Linked DNA regions of Mus musculus: all the other regions are linked to region 3. The links are chromatin contacts, called in public capture Hi-C and promoter capture Hi-C maps. All regions are on one chromosome and are shown on one strand. The core of a region is the stretch at or near the end of the contact, and the rest is flanking DNA. Distances in the headings are between cores, read along the strand shown. Region 1 holds the start of Agbl2 (ATP/GTP binding protein-like 2). Region 2 holds the start of Psmc3 (proteasome (prosome, macropain) 26S subunit, ATPase 3). Region 3 holds the start of Zfp408 (zinc finger protein 408). Region 4 holds the start of Spi1 (spleen focus forming virus (SFFV) proviral integration oncogene). Region 5 holds the start of Slc39a13 (solute carrier family 39 (metal ion transporter), member 13). Region 6 holds the start of Fnbp4 (formin binding protein 4). Region 7 holds the start of Mapk8ip1 (mitogen-activated protein kinase 8 interacting protein 1).

Region 1 (2,700 bases), core at 78-2,577, 870 kb after region 3:
GAAAAGCCATCTCAAGCAGGACATTCATTCAGATGACACTGACTTCTTAACCAAAAGCACCAAACACGCTGCATAGGATACGGGAACAAAACAAGCAAACGCCAGGCAAATAGTGAATTATTCTATTTTGGGAATCATAATCTCCAACAGGTCTGGTGGCAAACACTAGTACTCCCAGCACCAGGGAAGCAGAGGTAGGAGGAGAACTCAAGTTCAAGGGTAGTCCGGGCAACAGAGTGAGTTCCATGCCAACCGGGGCTAAAAAGCCCATCCTTCCGCCGCCCCAAATATACCTCCAGCTGGACCAGCATGCCACCACAGTGAACCTTCTGACCTTGGATTGGGTTTCTGCGAAGTTATCGGAAAAAGAGTGTACCAACCTCCGGCTTTAGTTCTGTTTCCAACGCCGGGAACATGTTACTGCCGCATAGTATGATGTAGGCGAGTTAGTAGCACCGTACCCAGCTGCAATATCTGCCTGATTTCCAAACAGCTGATTACACAGAAGTTACAAATCCCCGTAGGAAAAGTGAAAAGAAACCTAACCAACCACCACCGCCAACAAATAACACCAAATCTGCAGACCCTGCCCTTTCACACCCACAACCACTCGGGGGTTAAACTCTTGCCAAGCCGGCGTCTTACGAAAGGAGAGGATGGTGGTTGCCAGCACACACCTGAGGAGCTGGGGCGCTCTGCGTGTCCCCACGCCTGGTCCACTAGATTCACCAGGAGCCTCATTGGCCCCATGCTTAGTTTACGCTGAGAACAGATGCCCAACACCAGGACGCCGCAGAAAAGGGAAAGGAACCGGGTTGGGGGCACGCGCAGAGTCGCCTCAGAGCAGTTGAAAAGGAAAGGTCAGGGGTCGGAAGCGAGAGCCCTGGAAACGTTCAGTTCTGAGCGCCCTGCCTCGGAGTGTGGACTGCCCAGAGGCAAGCCCAAGGAAGGACAGAGCAGAAGTTTCCACCGGAGCCCGCGGGGTGACACCGCGCTGCCTGGCTACCCCTTCCCCGCAGCTGGTCCCCAGGCCGGGTGGACGCTGCAGGAGCTTCTCCATCTCTCCACTCTCACTCTTTCTGCAGAGGCCAGCCTGGAGTCCTGTCCGTCCCAAAGCTCCTTGCCCCCTGCCCTCCTCGCCCTCTGCCCCCCTCTCCCCATTCCGCCCCCCCCCCCCGGCACTCTCCTCGCCCCCCTGCACTTCCTGTCCTCTCACTCCCTTCCTGCCTGGGATCCCCTGCTTGTCCCCTGCCAGCTAGGGCGCTCCTTCGCAGGCCCAGTCCCTCAGCTCACCTGCTGGAGTTTTCTGCGAGGACCCTGGGAGCCTAGCAACCGGGAGCCAGAAGCGGAAGGAGGGCAGGACCCCGCCCTCATCTGTAAGCTGCGAGCCTTGGGATGTCAGGCAACTTGCGTTTCACATTCCAACGGTTTACTGATTCAAATTTCATCTCAAACTTTACAGACACAGTCTGGGGACTGATGAGTAGAACAGTGCCGAGGGCCTTCATATTTCTACTTTCGGTAGTTGTAAAGGTAATTTACTTTGTTCAAGGGCCTGAAGCTTCTATTCCTTTGGGGGCTGGTGAGGGTTAGAACTGTATGTAGCAAGCAGCCAAGAGTTATTTAAAAAGAGCAGATACACTAGGAGAACACGAGGTCAGTCCTAGAGAGAAGGAATCAGGTTCATTCTAGTTTACTTCATTTCTTCTCCCTTTGACAAACGTAAAATGTCCTTCCCCCATCCCTGCCTTGTCTTGATTTGGTTTAAAATAGTAATTATTCCTTTTTAAAAAAATGTGTGTGTGTGTGTGTGTGTGTGTGTTCACCTGGAGGCTAGGTTTCAGATCCCTAGGGAGCTAGTTACCTGCAGTTGTGAGCTGTTTGAATTGCTAAGTGGGTGCTGCTCAAAGAGCAAGTGCTTTTAGCCCCTGAACAACCTCACCAGCCGCCTCCCCTTCACTCTTGTTTGCATGTGCAGGATGAGCAGGGGAACATGTGTACACTTTATGGAGTCAGTTCTTCCCTTCTGCCTTTGCATGAGTTTCAAGTGCCAGGCAAACACAAACCTTCTAGACTATCTAGCCAGCCTTGTTTTTTTTTTTTTAAAGATTTATTTATTATTATATGTAAGTCAGACACTCCAGAAGAGGGAGTCAGATCTCGTTACGGATGGTTGTGAGCCACCATGTGGTTGCTGGGATTTGAACTCTGGACCTTCGGAAGAGCAGTCGGGTGCTCTTACCCACTGAGCCATCTCACCAGCCCCCCAGCCTTGATTTTTAAACATTGTTTTAATCCGTGTGCTTGTTGTGAGTGCAGGTGCCCGCCCACTGAGGTCAGAGGTCTCCCTAGAGTGGGAGACCCGATGTGGTCTTGTGGACGCTGGAAACCAAATTTGGATCATCTGGAAGAGCTTTCAGAGCTGAGCCCCACTGTTACTTGAGACTTGTTCAAGGACTTGTGTGAGTCTCCATCGACTAAATGACCCTATTGTCTAAAAGTAAAGATGTGCTATTTTAAGGGCAAACCTCAGAGCTGAAGAGATGACTCAGAGGCAAAGAGCACTGGCTGCACTTCCTGAATTCAAATCCTAGCATCCACCTGGTGCCTCACAACTATAGTCCTATGGGATCCCTCTTCTGGTGTAGATAGATGTATATGCAGACAAAACATCCATATATGTAAAGAAATCTTTAACAA
Region 2 (2,700 bases), core at 128-2,627, 600 kb after region 3:
CTAAACCCACAAGGCCACAGGCCTTCCTTCCCTCCTCAGTCTAGCCTTAAGCTTAATAAACATAGATGATGTGTTAGGGGGTTGACAACACCTTTGTTGAGGTGCTGCTTCTGTTTGCAAAGTTCATCTGCCCCAAGAAGGAACAAAAGAAGAAAATGGCAGAAATCTGTGACACTTCTAAGGTCTTTGCAGACTTAAACATTGCTTTTTACACTCTACCCTATGGGCCCCATCCCTAGATGTCTCCAAGCCTCCTGCCTCCTCCTCTTCCCACACACAGACACACACCTCGATGACATTGGAGACAAGGTACGGCAGGGTTTTGTTCACTTTGATTTTCTCACTGTTCTCTTTGATTTTGTCTTTCATGGCTTGGAGTTCATGGGTGACTCGCAATACTTCACTCTTCATGATCTGGGATAAGAGAAAACCAATGTTCAACCCTGATTCAGCCTGCATTCATTACAGCCCTCTAATAGATGAGGTCCAGGTTACCCGGGAGACCCATCCAACCAGATCTCAGGCTTTCTGAAGGCCCAGCCTGTACATGTCCAAACTGCAGAGGTCAGGACAAGAGGCCAGTGGGAAAACCTCCTGACAAAGCGGCTGTGGGACAGGGCTAGGTATTTTCCATGGGTTTGAGTGTGAATTCATCCCTCTCTGAGCCTCGGGTTCCTCATCTGTAAAATGGAGATCTGAGAACTCCGCTGCCTGCACCGGAGCCAGGAGCCCACCTTGATCTCGCTGTCTAACAGCCGTGTGCGCTGGACAATCTCTTCCGTGGACATCTTGAGCACCTCCTCCCCAATGCCATCTTGCTGTTCAAATAAGAGAAGAAGTACTTATTTACTGTAACTCAGAGCTGCCATCCCACGGTCCCACAGCCCCCTCAGCGCCTGCTTCCTTAACCCAACAGCAGGATGAAGTCGGGACAACCCAAGAAGCTCTGCAACCAGTCCAGACCGGACCTGGCCTTCCAGCCACCTCCTTTCCCGGCCTCCAAGAACGTCTAACCTTATAGCCCAAACTTTGGGACGCCCCTCAGGTCTCCCAACACTCACCTCAGCTTCATCCCACACGGTCGCCATCTTCTCCTGCCGAGTCACTGGACTCTCGGGCGTCGGCAGCAGATTCATTTCCTGCATGAAGAGGCCGAAACTGGGAGTGCGCACGAGCCCCTGAGGGAGCCCAGCGCAGCCTTTCTCAACGTCTTCTCTCCACCCGTGGAGAACTTCACCCGCGATTCCTGACGCGACAGAACGGGTTCTGTCCGCGTCTCCGAGCGAATCTGCCGCTGGGACTCCACGAACCAAACCGAGGCTACAGGGCCCGCCCCGTGGCTCGCCGGTTGCTCCGGTTTGTGCGGGAGCGAGGGCTGGGCTGCTATTGGCCGGCGTACAGGCGGGGCGGGGCTTGCTGCACAACCGGAAGAGGCGGGAGGCAGGAGAAAGCCGCGGAGTCTTTCGGGAAATGCAGTTTTTAGCCTGGCGGATAACTGAAAAGGAGTTTGCACAGGTGCCGGTGCAATCTAAGAACCCAGGTAAACTTGGAATTCACGGATTTGCAAAATGTCCAGTGTGGTGGCGCATGCCTTTAGTCCCAGAACTCTGGAGGCAGAGGTAGGCGGATCTCTGAGTTTAAGGTTAGCCTGGTCTAGAGTGAGTCCAGGAGAGCTAAGGCTACACAAAGAAACTCTTGTCTCAAAAACCAAAAACAAAAGGGAGGGAGGAAGAGGGGGGGGGGAGAGGGAGAGAGAGAGAGAGAGAGAGAGAGAGAGAGAGAGAGAGAGAGAGAGAGAGAGAGAGAGAGAGAGAGAGAGAGAGAGAGAGAGAGAGAGAGAGAAAGAAAGAGAAAGAAAGAAAGAGAAAGGTTGAAAAGAAACTGCTAGGTTTGATGGCACATGCCTGTCATCACAGACACTGAGCCACTGCAAAGATGAAGCAGAAGGATTGCTGCATATTAAGGCCACCCTGTGCTACATAGTGTATTTCTAGCTATTCTGGTCACACTGTGAGTCTTAAACAAAAATAGCCTAACAAAACCCAGATAAACCATTGCTTCTACTAATATTAATGCAGATCTAACTGTCCACATAGGGAAGTTATTTTTGTTACAATGTACTGTATATATGTTTCTACTCTTGTTTAAAGTATTATATCTACACAACTCATGTGCTGTAAAGTTCTAGTCCTTTAAAAAATTTTATTTATTTATTTTGATTTTTCGAGACAGGGTTTCTCTGTGTAGCCCTGGCTGTCCTGGAACTCACTCTATAGACGAGGCTGGCTTGAATTCAGAAATTCACCTGCCTCTGCCTCTGCCTCTGCCTCTCAAGTTCTGAAATTAAAGGCCACCACTGACTGGCAGATTTATTTATTATTATAAATAAGTACACTGTAGCGATCTTCAAATGAACCAGAAGAGGGTGTCAGATCTCATTATGGGTGGTTGTGAGTCACCATGTGGTTGCTTGGGACTTTCAGAAGAGCAGTCTTACCTACTGAGCCATCTCTGCAGCCCAAGTTCTAGTCCCTGAAAGCTGCTATTACAAACTGTTTAGGATAATCTGAAAGGCAAGTTAGTAATTAGTTACCCATAAATAATGACATTTATGGTCATGTTAGATACTAGTTTAGTTAATTACAGAAATAAGCTTTATTTAGTCTAAAGATGTTTTCAAAGTTACACAGGTTGTAAATA
Region 3 (2,700 bases), core at 84-2,583:
CACATAGCAGACTGTCATTAGCTGAATGAATGAATGAATGAATTTCATAAGTGGAGAAGGAAACGGATATTTGTACTATGAACTGGGCACAAATTCACCTCACAACTGCACTAGTAGTTCAGCATATGCTATAAAAACCATTTTACAGTTTGAACAAAAAGCGGGGGGAGGGAGGGAGGGAGCAAACTGCTACAGATCATAGAACCCAGACGCAGGATTTTAACCCACAAGTTCCAGTTTGAGGTGTTCTCTAGGTTAAAGTCAACCCCCTCAACAGTGATCTTAAGTGACTGTCGGTCACAAAGTTCACTGGGATCCAAGAGGCGCCACGAAAGGGCAGCCAGACTTCTCAGGGCAAACTGAAGTCACAGTACTTGCTGGTGCTGGAATCAGACTGTTTTGTGACTTTGGAAAAACCCAAATCCTACAAGGCTGCAACTCTAAACTATAATCATGTTTGCATAGAGTCCGAAAACAAACAACGAATGGAGTGTATTTCGTTTCACAAGAAAGTGAGATGAAAGCACGGCCTATCAAGTGACAAGGTGGATCACTTCCCCTGATTTCTAGCTCTCAGTGCTATGCCAGATCTGATCAGGACGACTTCTCCCTCCCTCCCACCGGCTTGCTCTGGCTTGGCCTATGCCTTGCAGAGGGAGGGCAGGAACAAGTCAGAGAAAGTGGCTGTCTTCTCATTGCAGGCGCCGAAATGGGAAAAATCCCGGCAGCGAAGAGACCCAGGCCCTCGGGCCCAATTCCACTCCCGACCCACTGCCTCGGATTTTCCCCTTTCCGACCCAATTCCTTCCGTTGACCAGAGCAGCTCTTCCCCACCACCACGCCCAAAGAGACCCCGCGCTCCGCAGCTCACCTCGTTCCGGCAATGCTTCCTCTGCCACGCCTGTCAAAGCTCGGCAAACATCCGGCTCCGAGATGGGAATGGGAACCGCCCCCTCGGGGGCCCCCAGCTCCCCAACCACTTCCGCCATTTCTTCTACCTACTTCCGGCTTGCTGCCCGGACCAAACAAGGCTTTCTTGGTGCTCCGCCCACTTCCGGCAATCACCTGACAAAATGTGAGGTTAATTAGCCGAGCTGTCCGACTCGCCGCTACCTAAAGTGAGTGAGTTGGGTTCCGCTTTTCCAGATGCAGGAAACTAGCGGGCCTCTGAAATCCTAGGTTCGTATCGCCCATCGGACAGGGTTTTATCTGTCAAGTACTTCCAAACTCCCAGGTCCATCCTTCAATGATGCCTAACCACCCGGATTCTTCCTTGAGCTTAAATTTGAAAATCAAGGACTGTTTCCGGGAGGAACCGGGACAAAAACGCTCACTTCCGGTAGAGGGGAGTGGCGAGAGAATCTCTGTCCCACGATGAAGGAGGTGGAGGAGGTGATCTTGGGGAAAATAGAGCCGCACCGTGAGTGACCTGCGATGTCTGCGACCCTCAGCCCTGGACTAGATGGCCACAGCGTTTTTCTAGTCAGCGCATTCCCTTACATCCCTTTTTCTCTTGAGCCTGGGATCCTGCTCCGGTGCCCTAAGAGACTAGACTCCCTCCCAACCATTCAAGGGCCCTACTAACTAGAACCTTGCTAATCCCTCGGACTCTTGGGTCATAGCTGACCCTGTACCTCTCTTTCCCCAACCCCACGCCTTCATGGACCACTCCTTTACTGCCTTCCCGTCTCCCTGCAGCCCCAGAGCCACCCCTGGGCCAGGATTCAGGATGGAGCCCTTCCGGAAAAGGCTTTGCTCCGGGCCTCAAAGCCTGCCCGCCGGGTACGAGCCCTGCCATCCTTGTTCTAAGGAGCCTCCCCCAGGGCTTGGCCGTGGGCCCCTCGAGATCCAGGAATCAGCACTTGGGGGTCTGGTGTGTAGGAGCACCCCTGCAGCCCGGCCTGCATTGGGGACCTCTGGAAGATGAGTCCGTCCTGGAGAAGGGCGAGGGAATGAAGACACCGCACGAGGAGGTATTGAGGAGTCGGACATCTGTCTGAAAGTTTGGGGGAGGTTCAGACATTTCCGGACAGCTCTTCCAGTTTGTTAGAAGCAGGATATTTTCAAACTCGAGAAATAATTGTCCCTTCATTGCAGCGCTGTCTTGCTCTACCTAAGCAGCAGTAACTAAAGCAGATGCAAAGAAGTTGTGAGAACCTGAATTCCTACTGTGTTGGCAGAGACAAAGGTCAGAAGCTAAGGTTACCAGGATCAGATTCAAACCTGTTAACTAGTTAGCTAAATTACACACCTAATATTACTCACCTGTAAAAGAAAGTTGTGGCTGTTACCGAGATCCTTTGGAAGACCAGAGGACACGATGCAAGCCAAATACGCCTGTGCTTTGTAAGCATTAGTAAGGATTGTTTAAAAGTATTGGTGCTCTTGCAGCGTTTTCTGTTTGGTATTTGCTGAAAGGCTGTGCTGTTTAGAGCTTTCCACACCTTTAAGGAGAGGTGAGTGGACTCTCTGGTCTTCACTGACTGAAGATATAAAACAGCACCATAGAACTGGGCGCGGTGGCACACGCCTTTAATCCCAGCACTGGGTGGGAGGGGGGCGGGGGGAGGCAGACGCAGAGGCAGGCGGATTTCTGAGTTCGAGGCCAGCTTGGTCTACAGAGTTAGTGCCAGGACAACCAGGGCTACACAGAGAAACCATGTCTTGAAAAACCAAAAAAAAAAAAAAAAAAAAAAAACA
Region 4 (2,700 bases), core at 18-2,517, 550 kb after region 3:
GCCTGAGGTGCTACGGAGGGCTGGAAGGGATAGAGAAGAGATCTGTCTCTAGTTCAGGAACGCTGAGTCAGGTGGGCAGGCCCTGCTCAGCTTTTCCTCACTGCCCCAACACCTCCAAGGGTAGGAGAAAGCAAGAGGGTCCTCTCTAAGGGATTCTGGGCTGCCATTCGCCCAAAGCTGTGACTGTCACTGAAAACAGGAGGAACAGGTGGGATCCTCCCACCTGCTAGTGTCCCTGTCCCTGCCCCACCTTAACTCTAGCCAGATCTTCTCACTCCAGTCCCAATCTCCGTCCCATTCTGGCCCCAGTCCATTCTTCACCCGATTTCTCATTGAGCTAAGTTCTAGCCACAATCTAACTGCAGGGTTTCTGCTCTGTTCTTCTCTTGCCCGGCCTGGCCCTAAGAAGCCAGTCTTGGTCACTGCCCAAGACTCTCAGATCCATGTAGGCCCAAAGCCCAAACACTTGGATCAACAGCCAGGCCACAAACTGAATGTTGGGGACCCACGGGTGACTTCGAGTTCTAATAGCCTTTGCCTCAGGAGCCCACAGGTCTTGAGTTGAAACCTCTCCTGTTGCCTCCAGAGACTCCTAGGCCAGTCTCCAGATCTCCTCATCCATGGCCTCTCAGGAGCCGCCCTCGCCATCTTCAACCCAGAACCCTGCCCTAGAGTTCGGCCTGCCACTGAACCCATCTATAAATAGCTGTTCAGGCCCCACCGATCACAGCCCCACCATGGGGCCAGCCGGCAACCCTCAGCCCGCCAGGGCATGCTCTAAGGAAGCCAATGGCCCCTCGCTGGGTCTCAGACCAGCAGCTCCGGGGAGGAAACACCAACTTCCCACTGATAGGGAGCCGGAGGGCATCGGGTGGGCTGGTGGGTTAGTGGGCAGATGGTCACACATCCCAAAGCCCCAGGCTGGGCTGGTAGTGAAGCCCCAGTACTCACAGGGGCGGTGAGGGAAAACCCTTCCATTTTGCACGCCTGTAACATCCAGCTGAGCTCCAGGTTGGTCAGATCCCCTGCTTCGGTGGGGATCAAGGCGGATCCCCCTCAGGACCAGGTGCCCCGTCGGGGGACTGGACGGTCGTGGGTCAGACGCAGGGCTCAGGCCTGCCCCCTGAGCTACAGGAGCCCTGGGTGAGCCCCCTCCCTTGACATTGCAGGGCCAGCACAAGTTCCTGATTTTATCGAAGGGCCTGCCACTGGGAGATAGTCCCCTTGGGGTGACATCACCGCCCCAGCCCGTTTGCATAAATCTCTTGCGCTACAGGAAGTCTCTGGCCGGCTGGGGCAGGTGGTTCTCAAAGGGCAGCCCTGGGAAGACAGGGGGCCAGGCCCCTGCCCAGAGGAAACTGGGGCTGGGAGGGAGAAAGGCTAGCACTACCATGGAAGGCTTCTGCTGCTCCGGTCGCTAGGCCTTGCTGAAGTAGTCCACTGTTCTTTTAGCCTAATAATACCGATTTCTTCTCAGTCCCCTCTGGTGGCCAAGAGTCCCCTCTTCGGGGGGTCAGAATAGCGAGAGCGTGGATCCCTAATTTTGAGGGTGAATTTGTCAGGTGGAGGACTTTGGTCCCAAGGCTGCCAGGCTTGGCTCTTCCTGTAGGCCCTGCAATATCTGCTAGATCGTCCTAAGCCAATTAGGGCCAACAGTAGACACTGGGTCTCCCACATTTTATCTCCTTTCCAGACTTCTCAAGTGGGCTTCCCTTCCAATTGGGAAGGACATTGGCTTCTGATCCCCTCCCCTCCCAGCTAAGTACCACAGCTGGTGTCAGATCCCTAAGGACATTGTTCCCAGCCCAGTTCTCCCGGTTTCTCCAACCCTTGAACGTTACGATCTAGACTTCCTCCTTTATAAACCTTCCTCGCACGTTTCTTCTTTCCTCTGTTTTCCTATCCTTGTCTCTTTCTGATTGTCTGCTCATCTCTCCAGCCCATCACACCACCCATCCGTCTACACATCTCTGTTCAACCAACTGCTCATTTCTGAGCTGCCAGTCAGCTCGTCTGCTTACCCTCGCGGTTAGCAACGTGCTCATTTAGCCACTTGTCTGTCCGTACATCAGCCCATCCATCTGCTAACAGTTTGTATTTTTATTTCTTTATCTACTATATGACCTTCTGTCAATCTGGCCACCTGTCCATCCATCCATCCATCCATCCATCTGTCCATCCATCCATCATTTGTCTACACATACATTCTTCCACCCACACATCCATCTATTCACTTAATCTATATATCCATTAATTCATTAGTCTGCCTATATCCATCCATCTCCCAGTCTACTCATCTACTTATCTATTCTCAATGCACTTTTCCATCCATCCATCCATCCATCCATCCATCCATCCATCCATCCAACCATCCATCCACCCATCCATCCACTTAACTATTAATCAGTCTACCTATTTACATATCCATCCATCCATCCATCCATCCATCCATGCATCTTCCCTATGTTAACCAAGCTCTATGCTGAGTTCTGGGAAAGTGGAAGGGTTTCCTGTCCTTCAGACATCCAGTCTAGAGAGTAGAGCAATAGTTCTTTTCCTCCACACACACCTGTCCCCCACTTCTGACTCCAAGGACACACACACCTCTAGGGAGACTGCTCGGTTGAGCAAGAACTTGTTTTGTTTTTGTCTTTTTGAGACAGTTTCTCTGTGTAGCCTTGACTGTCACGGAACTCGCTC
Region 5 (2,700 bases), core at 200-2,699, 580 kb after region 3:
GCACTGCATAAACTGGATGTAGGAGGGCACATCTATCCAGGCAGTCCACAGGTTCCAGGTCATTCTCTGCTATATAATAAGTTTAGGGGTAGTCTACATGAGACCTTATGTCAAAAATATATAAATAAATAAACCAAGAGTGGTGGCACACGTATTTAATTCTAGCACTGAGGAGGTAGAAGTAGGCAGATCTCTGTAGGTTCAAAGTCAGCCACATCTACATAGAAAGTTCCAGAACAGGCAGGGGGTTAGGGCTACATAGAACCAATCTCAAAGTAAAACGACAACAACAACAACAACCACACACACAAACACACACTGTGAGGTAGGGCATCAACTGTGATGTGTGAGTTCGGTCTGCTCTCGGAGCGCCCAGAAGGAACAAGGGACCATAGAGAGCCGCAATGGTAGGTGAGGACTAATGAGCCCCTCACTCTGTCACAGCCAGCCCAGGGGAGCACTCATTCGGCCTCTGCTGAATGTCTTCCATGTCAGTTACTGGCTGATTCCCAGAGAAGGATGCAAACATGTATCGGATCGCAAAGGAGTGGGGGGTGTTAGGCCACATCCACACCTTAGCTCCAGCTTAGACATGAGGTGGCCATCGCACGCCCTAGGGAGAGGTACATCCAAGTTGAATTCCGCCTCTGCCATATGTGTGACATATGTCTGACCCTAGGTCAACAGTCAGTACCCACCTGAAAGATAAAAACGATTTGGTAAAGTTAACACTGATTACTGAGTAAATGGTCAGTAAAGGGCTACCCTAGATCAGAGAACTGTAGCCATTGTTATTGCCACTAACTGCTCCTTCGGTCTAAGAGTTCAGGTACAGCTTTGTCAGGGTAAGAGAACACCAAGTCCTTTGTTGTATCCTGGCTTGAAATTCCAGGGCACAGGCTCTAGAAACGTGTACTGGACTTCAAAGGGTTACAGTCCTGGAGACGGTGGCCTGAGGTTCCAAGTGAAAAACCAAAGCATAAAAATAATTCGATGAGTAAGAATAAAATTCCCTCTTCTGAGGTACCCAGAGCCAGGCCCCTCCTTGCGGCAGGCACTTCCCCTTTCCCTAGCTCATGGAGGAGCCAGGCCTGCTGACTCAGAGAGCCATAGCCCTGCTCTCGTCCCGGGACGGAGCGGTTTGGCAGCCGTGCGCGCCCCCGTGTGGCCACTGCTGGAACTGCATCCTCAGAAGGACGCCACACTGAAGCCCCGCCGCCCTGTTGATCCCGGTTCCCGCGTGGGTGCCGCCCTCACCCTAGCTTAACTTGGCTAAACGCGATGCCCACGAGGGTACCCACTTCCGTCCTACTCTCCCCGCAGCCCCAGAATCCGCCCCGAGCGGAAGTGCGCTGACCGCGCGGGTCCCCCATGGTATGAGGCGGAAGCGCCTCCCCCGCCGTCGCTCCGTCTAGCCCCCCGGAGCCGCGCGCGTCGGGTTCCGGACTGTCCCGTGTGACGTGGCTGCACGCCGGGGGTGGCTCCGGGCTGGGGGCCTAGTGGTGGGGCCGGGCGAGGCAGAGCGGGGCGGGGCGCGACACTGCAGCTGGATGGCCGGGCCCGCCCGGAGCGCTGCATCTGCTGCCGCTGCCACCTCTGCCACTGCGCGGTGAGTGATCGCTGGACCCTCAGGCCGGCGTCCGGGGCGGGATGGACCGTGTCAGTTCCCAAACCTGTCGCGACTCGTCCTCAGTTTAGGAGTTGAACTTGCCTGCTCTTTGGCTCTTTACCTCTGACGTCCCACGCTCTGCCCCTCAGCCCTCCCTGCTGCCCCGCTTCTTGTCTTCTCCTTCCACCAGACATTCTAGCTCATTTTATTGACTTTCCTTTCTCTTGCTTTCTCCTTTCTCTCCATACCCCATACTTCTCTGCTGAACCTGTGGTCCCCCCTTGCCTCTGCATGACCCGCTAAGGTCTTGGCCTGGCGAGGGCCTGCCTTGGTCCCAGTGAAGCTTTGCTCGTTTGTTTGTGCTGGTGTTGGCAGTGGCGGCCGCGAGGGGTCGGGGAGGGCTGGGGCAGGGGTCACTAATTATGGCCTGAAGATTCCAGACATAGGCTTGTAGCCCACCAATCAGAGACCGATGATTTCTCTCTTAACATCCATTGGCAGATGAGGAAACTGAGGCAGTTTCAAGGTCACAGCCAGTAGAAGACGGGGCAGATCACATTTAAACTTTCCAGATTGAACTTCTGGCTTGGTTGACTCACATCCCCATCCGGCTGCCATCAGTCTGCAGAGCACATTCCTTCTGCGAGTGCTTCAGACCTCCCCTGGCATTCAGAGGACTTGCATTCCCTCCTCGATGCCAGCAGCTACCTGCATTGTCAAGTTCACCTCATATTCATCGCTGTTAGGGAGCTCTGTTACCTCATCCATTCCCTGATGAGGACACTGAGGCTCAGGCTCATAAGGGACTACAGTCAGTTAACAATCTAGAGCACCAAATTAATTAGCCATAAGTTAGTTACCACAGCCTCTGGCTCTGGCAACTGTGAGGCATCTCTTCTCTTCAGCCCCACCTCTTGTCTCTTGGTGCCCAAGAATAAGATCATTTAGGAGGAAGAGGTTTGGACTATGACTCAGTTTCCCCACCTGTGTTTCTTTGTACCACGCCATCAAGCTAAACAGTGCTGGCTTTAGACCCTGGGGTGTCTTTACCGGCACATTCTGGCAGCCAAGCCTCTCCTGGCAGCTAGAGG
Region 6 (2,700 bases), core at 185-2,684, 900 kb after region 3:
TTGTAAGCCAAGAGTGGAACCCAGAGTTTTGCATCTCACCACTGATATGCAACCCCAATCCTAGAAAAGCTTCAACGACTTTTTATGAGAAATAATAAATTAGCAACATTTAACCATCCAACAACCCAGCTGCACACTTTTATCTTTCAACTTAATAAAAGATATTTTAAGGGAAAGGCAAAAACAACAACAAAAATCTCTACCTGTTGCCTTGACGGCTGTCGGTCTGGTGGTCATGACTGGTGTTGGAGGGTTCTGAACAACGTTGGGGACCTCCACCACCACTTCTTGTTCATCTGTATTTGGAATGCACAAAAGGAAGCTGCAGTCAGTCAGTGGGCCAGGGTCCAAAGCTTGACCTTCAGCCTGAATCAACTTATAAAACCAGCGTGTATCACTGATGCAAACTAAGAAGACAAAAAACAAGCTGATCTACCCTTCCATTCATTTAGTGGTAGCGACAGTAAGAACGTGAACACTATGAAAATGGCACCTGCAATACTTAACAATTAACATGCATAAATACTTCTGCACGTTTCCACACGTTATGTACATCCTATTAATCTGATTCTTAATGTTTGATACAGTATAGCTTCTCCGGCATCTACTCCATGCAATTGTTACCCTAAACCCAAACACAATTCCAGAAAAGCCCACACACAGGTTTTGTCACTTTCCCTTAAGTCTGGGGTTACCGATGCTTTGTCTAGCATAAGAAAAAAATATGGGTTTGTTCACTTCTAAAGAGTGGTGTCTCCATTTCAACAAAAACGAAACCAAGCGTGACAAGTAGAGAAGGCCAGGTTCAACCGCCTCAAGGCTCGCACGTGGAAATTGCCCTCCACCTTCTGCGTTATTAAGATCGAAGGGAGTCATCTAGGAGACATTTGGGGTCCCAAGCCTCGGTGGACGGCACAGGTTCCGGGGAGAAACCCCTGCACCGCAAAGGCGCCTCAGATGAGTCCGGGCCCGGCCTTCCGCCTCCCAGAGTCCCCGACCGCCGTCCCGCGGGCCCCAGATCGCTGGCAGCCGAGGTGTACCTCGCCCGCCAGGGTTTCTCTTCTTCACCGGGTCCGAAGAGACACCCGGGAACCTAGGCCGCAAGCCCCGTGCTCGAGTTTCAGACGTCCCAAATAAAAGCAGGGCTCCTCTCGCGCGCCCTTACCTTCTGAAGGCGAGTCCTCTGGGGCAGCGGAGGCAGGCACCGCGGGCGACGTCGCGGCCGCCGCCGTCGCTGCTGCCGGCGCTGACTGGCTTGTCGCCGCCGCAGTCGAATCTGCCTCGGGATCCGGATCGGGGTCGGGATCCCGGCCCGGGGTGCTGCTCCGAGGACCCGGTGGAGAGAGCTGCAGGATAGGCCTGCGGCCGGGTACCGCCCGGGACTTCTTCCCCATCATGAGCCGGAGCGCGAGCAGCGAACGACGGCAGATTAGTGGGGCGGGCGCACAGCGCCCCGGTGCGTAATCAATATTCATGAACCGTGGCACCGCCTCCCGAGGAGATCCGCTTTTAACCGGCGCGGTGCACTTGCGCATGCGGCCTGCGCCCCGGTGCTTTTACGCACGTTCCGCTCCATCCATGGTGGGTGGGCTTTGTTCAGGGAAAAGGCGATTGGCTGTTTTGACTTGAGACGGACTCGGTAGCCAATAGCAAAGGGAAAAGACAGGACTTCGCGCCAATAGTGCGGAAGGGCCCGCGGTGTGTGCGACTTCCTTAGACTGGGGTTGCACCATGCGCTGTTAGCCAAGTCTTTTCTTTAGGGCTTTGTCCGCCATCTTGTAGCTATTTTCAGCTGCTTATTGCTGTTTGTCTTTGAGGAAGATAAAGATACATTGCACCCTTCTGCAAGTTCTCTTGGTTATTGTAGCTTCTTTGGGGTATAGTATTAAACAATGATGATGCTGGGTGTTTATACATCGGTAGGCTTTTTCTGTTTTGTTTTGGTTTTGTTTTTGATTTTCGAGACAGGGTTTCTCTGTGTAGCCCTGGTTGTCCTGGAACTCACTTTGTAGACCAGGCTGGCCTGGAACTCAGAAATCCGCCTGCCTCTGCTTCCCAAGTGATGGGTTTACGGTAGGCTCTCTCCCCACTTTCTTGCTCCAGCCCCGCTCGCCCCAACCCAAAGGTTTATTTATTTATTAAATGTAAGTAAACTGTAGCTGTGATACACAAGAGGGTATCAGATCTCATTACAGATGGTTGTGAGCCACCATGTAGTTGCTCGGATTTGAACTCAGGACCTTTGGAAGAGCAGTCAGTGCTCTTAACCGCTGAGCCATTTCTCCAGCCCCAGTAGGCTCTTTAAAACGAAATACGACGTGATTAGTAGGGAAAATGACTGGACCTTGGAAACAGTCAAACTGTTCATATGGGATACCGAAGCCTTACCTCATCCTACTTCTGTAAACACTACTTTTTTGCCCTACCTCCAACTCCTCCACCTTGAGGCTGAGCTCTTTACATTTTGAGTCTTCCTTGTTCCCCATTCCTAGAGTCAGGTGACATCCTGAGTCATTAATGTTCTCCCCAGAGATAGTTACCACGCAAGATAATGCTGATTTTCTCCAGGACCCACTCCTTCCACCCATCCCTGATTGCTTCTAGACTAATGACAGCAGGCCAGAAGATGAGAAATAATGCCTAAAGATGGTGCACTGTACTCCTGGAGAGCTACTGAAGTGTTCTAATAACACTGGAAGT
Region 7 (2,753 bases), core at 213-2,712, 750 kb before region 3:
AAGCAGGGAGATTGAGTACTACAAGGTAGGTGCCTACGCTTCTTGCTGGAAAGGGGAAGGAGGCAATCAAGTTTGCACAGACTGTAGAACATTGGTCTGTCCTGCTCCATTTATGTGAAGGGCAGGGTCTGTGGCCAGAGGTGACCTGGCAGGGAGGCTCTCTGAGCCACCAAAAACGGGGACTCGAGTCTTGGTAAACGGTGTTGTGTGAGAAAACCCAATAGAGAACCAGGAAGAAAGCACAGCTAGACCCAGAGTGGGTGCAAGGAACAGAAGCAACCACAAAGCTCTCAAGAATCCGGCCCTGGGGATGAGGAAGGTCCTAGGCCTTAGGGTAGGAGAAGCCAGTTCAGGACTGTGTGAGTGCAAAAGGGGTGCTAGATAGAAAACGCAGTGGGAAGACAGGTGCTGAGAACTGGGCACAGGAGTTCACACTAATCCCCCAGTTTAGCAGGAGACTCAAGAAGATTGTCATCAGTTCTTAGTCAGCTGAGGCTACATGGTAACTTCCAGGACAAACTGGAAATGAAAGAAAAACAAGTGATGGGGTAGTCCTGGCATACAGAGGCTTCACAGGGCTAAGAAACCAAAAGCATCACTCAGGTTATCAGGGGTGGTCAGGGCTCAAGGGGGTCTTTGCTGAAGGAGGCAGAGGCAGGAGGATCACGAGTTGGAGGCCAGCTTGGGCTACACATTTTTAGGCCGGGCATGGTGGCGCACGCCTTTAATCCCAGCACTTGGGAGGCAGAGGCAGGCGGATTTCTGAGTTCGAGGCCAGCCTGGTCTACAGAGTGAGTTCCAGGGCTATACAGAGAAACCCTGTCTCAAAAATCAAAACAAAACTAAAGGGTGGGTCTTGATAGAGGTGGCCTTCAGAGATTTCTGCGGGAGGTGATCCCAGTGCACAGGTGGGTGTTCCCAGCTCCCAGGGACAAGTATTTCTATCGTTTTTCTTCCTCCCCATGCTCATGGAGGGCTCATATTCCATTTCACACATGGGAAAGACAAGCCTTGGAACTATGAGGTCACTAATGCAATTCTCCACTGCCTGTTCACTTGTGGAACCAAGCTGTGGTCTTAGGTCACCTGGCCCCATAGCTGACTGCTCTTGGACCCCACTCCACCACCATCTCTCCTTTCTCAGCCATCTTCTGTAACCCTTTTCCTACCCCAGTTGCTGTGGAAGGCCAAAGACGGACTTGGGGAGCAGGATCTTGCCATCCGCTGATGCCCTCGATCTAGGTCCAGCTCTGAGGAGAGCAAAGCTTTGCCAGTGCTTGGAATGTCCCTGGGATGTGTAGGGAGGCCGAGGGGACCCAGGGCCACGGGATCGAAGCGTCAGCACTTCGGAGAGCGCCGGGGCGGGGCGGGGCGGGGGCGGGGCCACAAGACCCCAGCCGGCCCGGGGGCGCGCGCGGGGCGCTCTCGCGGGGGCCGCAGGCGAAGCGGCGCGCTGTCCGGAGCCGCGCCCGCCCCAGCTCAGTCCGAACCCCGCGGCGGCGGCGGCCTCCTCCACGCGCCTCCGCTGCTGCCGCCGCCGCCGCCGCCGCCGCCTCCCGCGCCGCTCTCCGCCCGGATGGCCAGGGCTGCACCCCGGAATGGCGGAGCGAGAGAGCGGCCTGGGCGGGGGCGCCGCGTCCCCACCGGCCGCTTCCCCATTCCTGGGACTGCACATCGCGTCGCCTCCCAATTTCAGGTAAGGATCGAGGCCCGGAACCTCGGGATCCTTGGAGACCCTGAGGGCGGCGTCCTTTCCCGGCCGAGCCCCCAGCCCCCACAACCTCCAGTCCAGGTTGGTGGCCACCGCGTGGCCCCCCGCAGCTCCTTCTGCCATTCCGTGTCATGGGGTGGGGTGATTGAGGTGGATCTGGGGCAGGAACCTGGGAGGTCGCCTTTCCCCTCCACCTTGGCGGGAGTGGGTCTGGGGTTTGGATGGAATTCCCGGTGCAGCAATCCGCCCAGACTTTATCCTGCCGCGTTCAAGGTATCTAACCCAAGGTGGAAGTAGGCTAAGGGGTTGGGGGCCCAGAGGCCCCAATTCAAAACCCTTGGTCCTTTAAGAAGAGTCGTGAACCCCTCTCCCAGCTAGCTTGGCCAGATGGGTCAGATTGCTAGGCGATCTTGGACAGGGTCTTCTGAATTTGGGCAGCTCCCTGGTCAGTTGTATCTCAGGACAGGTGCAGAAGGATTGGCCTCAACCAGTGAAACCCAATTTGCTTGAGGGAGGGGAATCTGCCTGTGGATATCCAGGGATACTGTTGGGGGGTCCCCACTGTGTAAAGACTCAGGACACCGAACTGAGCTCCTCTTTGACCCACCCCTCCATCTGATGTTAGACCAGGTGAATGAATTTCAGAGATGTAAGGCATGATGTGTTGAACCGGTGACTGTCCTCTCTTCACCTTTTCACACACATACACACATACACACACACACACACACACACACACACACACACACACACACACACAGAGAGAGAGAGAGAGAGAGAGAGAGAGAGTGACGAAGAAGAGAAGGGTGTCACTGCTCCAGAATGTAGAAGCTGAGACATACCTCATTGTTTCCCCATCAGGAGCAGGCGCCTTTCTCTCTCCTGGGACCCTTGCTCCAGCCAGGCCCCAGCTGGGCTCTGGCGCCAAGTTGTCATCTATTGAAGGGGTCTCTAGCTCCCAGGTCCTCAGGTGGGCAGACACACACACACACACACACACACACACACACACAGACACACACACACACACACACACACACAC

Evidence for each region. Promoter capture Hi-C pulls out the DNA fragments that hold promoters and counts their contacts. Capture Hi-C pulls out chosen DNA fragments and counts their contacts.
Region 1: a capture Hi-C map of macrophages shows a contact between it and region 3, with 3 times the contacts expected there. The contact joins the promoter of Agbl2 here to the promoter of Zfp408 in region 3. A contact is called at or near these places in 1 of 39 promoter capture datasets (pre-B cells), 1 of 115 datasets of contacts at active chromatin or transcription factors (bone marrow-derived macrophages) and 1 of 9 other capture datasets (macrophages).
Region 2: a promoter capture Hi-C map of embryonic stem cells shows a contact between it and region 3, with 2.7 times the contacts expected there. The contact joins the promoter of Psmc3 here to the promoter of Zfp408 in region 3. A contact is called at or near these places in 13 of 39 promoter capture datasets (the C10 cell line, cranial neural crest, embryonic stem cells and 8 more), 2 of 484 Hi-C or Micro-C datasets (embryonic stem cells and erythroblasts), 4 of 115 datasets of contacts at active chromatin or transcription factors (the SCID.adh cell line, bone marrow-derived macrophages, double positive thymocytes and 1 more) and 3 of 9 other capture datasets (adipose tissue, liver and pancreatic islet).
Region 4: a promoter capture Hi-C map of adipose tissue shows a contact between it and region 3, with 4 times the contacts expected there. The contact joins the promoter of Spi1 here to the promoter of Zfp408 in region 3. A contact is called at or near these places in 4 of 39 promoter capture datasets (the HPC-7 cell line, cranial neural crest, embryonic stem cells and 1 more), 1 of 484 Hi-C or Micro-C datasets (B cells), 3 of 115 datasets of contacts at active chromatin or transcription factors (bone marrow-derived dendritic cells, embryonic stem cells and large pre-B cells) and 1 of 9 other capture datasets (adipose tissue).
Region 5: a promoter capture Hi-C map of erythroid cells shows a contact between it and region 3, with 6 times the contacts expected there. The contact joins the promoter of Slc39a13 here to the promoter of Zfp408 in region 3. A contact is called at or near these places in 14 of 39 promoter capture datasets (the C10 cell line, the HPC-7 cell line, cranial neural crest and 8 more), 5 of 484 Hi-C or Micro-C datasets (B cells, embryonic stem cells, erythroblasts and 1 more), 4 of 115 datasets of contacts at active chromatin or transcription factors (double positive thymocytes, embryonic stem cells, memory CD8 T cells and 1 more) and 3 of 9 other capture datasets (adipose tissue, liver and pancreatic islet).
Region 6: a promoter capture Hi-C map of pre-B cells shows a contact between it and region 3, with 5 times the contacts expected there. The contact joins the promoter of Fnbp4 here to the promoter of Zfp408 in region 3. A contact is called at or near these places in 2 of 39 promoter capture datasets (erythroid cells and pre-B cells), 4 of 115 datasets of contacts at active chromatin or transcription factors (astrocytes, bone marrow-derived macrophages, memory CD8 T cells and 1 more) and 3 of 9 other capture datasets (adipose tissue, liver and macrophages).
Region 7: a promoter capture Hi-C map of liver shows a contact between it and region 3, with 4 times the contacts expected there. The contact joins the promoter of Mapk8ip1 here to the promoter of Zfp408 in region 3. A contact is called at or near these places in 2 of 39 promoter capture datasets (both in liver).

Annotation. Positions count from the first base shown.
Region 1 is chr2:90,781,354-90,784,053 of GRCm38.p6, reverse strand. It overlaps Agbl2 (ATP/GTP binding protein-like 2), which reads right to left and starts at 1,327. Exons shown (of 18, transcript NM_178755.4): 1 at 1,294-1,327; 2 at 381-478; 3 at 1-68. The coding sequence starts at 28.
Region 2 is chr2:91,052,693-91,055,392 of GRCm38.p6, reverse strand. It overlaps Psmc3 (proteasome (prosome, macropain) 26S subunit, ATPase 3), which reads right to left and starts at 1,377. Exons shown (of 12, transcript NM_008948.2): 1 at 1,062-1,377; 2 at 735-818; 3 at 289-414. The coding sequence starts at 1,145. It also overlaps Gm13778.
Region 3 is chr2:91,648,424-91,651,123 of GRCm38.p6, reverse strand. It overlaps Zfp408 (zinc finger protein 408), which reads left to right and starts at 1,333. Exons shown (of 5, transcript NM_001347175.2): 1 at 1,333-1,420; 2 at 1,699-1,973. The coding sequence starts at 1,375. It overlaps Arhgap1 (Rho GTPase activating protein 1), which reads right to left and starts at 1,006. Exons shown (of 14, transcript NM_001359970.1): 1 at 872-1,006.
Region 4 is chr2:91,095,245-91,097,944 of GRCm38.p6, reverse strand. Spi1 (spleen focus forming virus (SFFV) proviral integration oncogene) reads right to left here and starts at 1,267. Exons shown (of 5, transcript NM_011355.2): 1 at 952-1,267. The coding sequence starts at 996.
Region 5 is chr2:91,069,064-91,071,763 of GRCm38.p6, reverse strand. It overlaps Slc39a13 (solute carrier family 39 (metal ion transporter), member 13), which reads left to right and starts at 1,449. Exons shown (of 10, transcript NM_026721.3): 1 at 1,449-1,609. Gm39874 (predicted gene, 39874) reads right to left here and starts at 1,413. Exons shown (of 2, transcript NR_166131.1): 1 at 1,258-1,413; 2 at 141-698.
Region 6 is chr2:90,744,292-90,746,991 of GRCm38.p6, reverse strand. Fnbp4 (formin binding protein 4) reads right to left here and starts at 1,434. Exons shown (of 17, transcript NM_018828.3): 1 at 1,166-1,434; 2 at 204-296. The coding sequence starts at 1,394.
Region 7 is chr2:92,399,972-92,402,724 of GRCm38.p6, reverse strand. It overlaps Mapk8ip1 (mitogen-activated protein kinase 8 interacting protein 1), which reads left to right and starts at 1,462. Exons shown (of 12, transcript NM_011162.5): 1 at 1,462-1,696. The coding sequence starts at 1,599.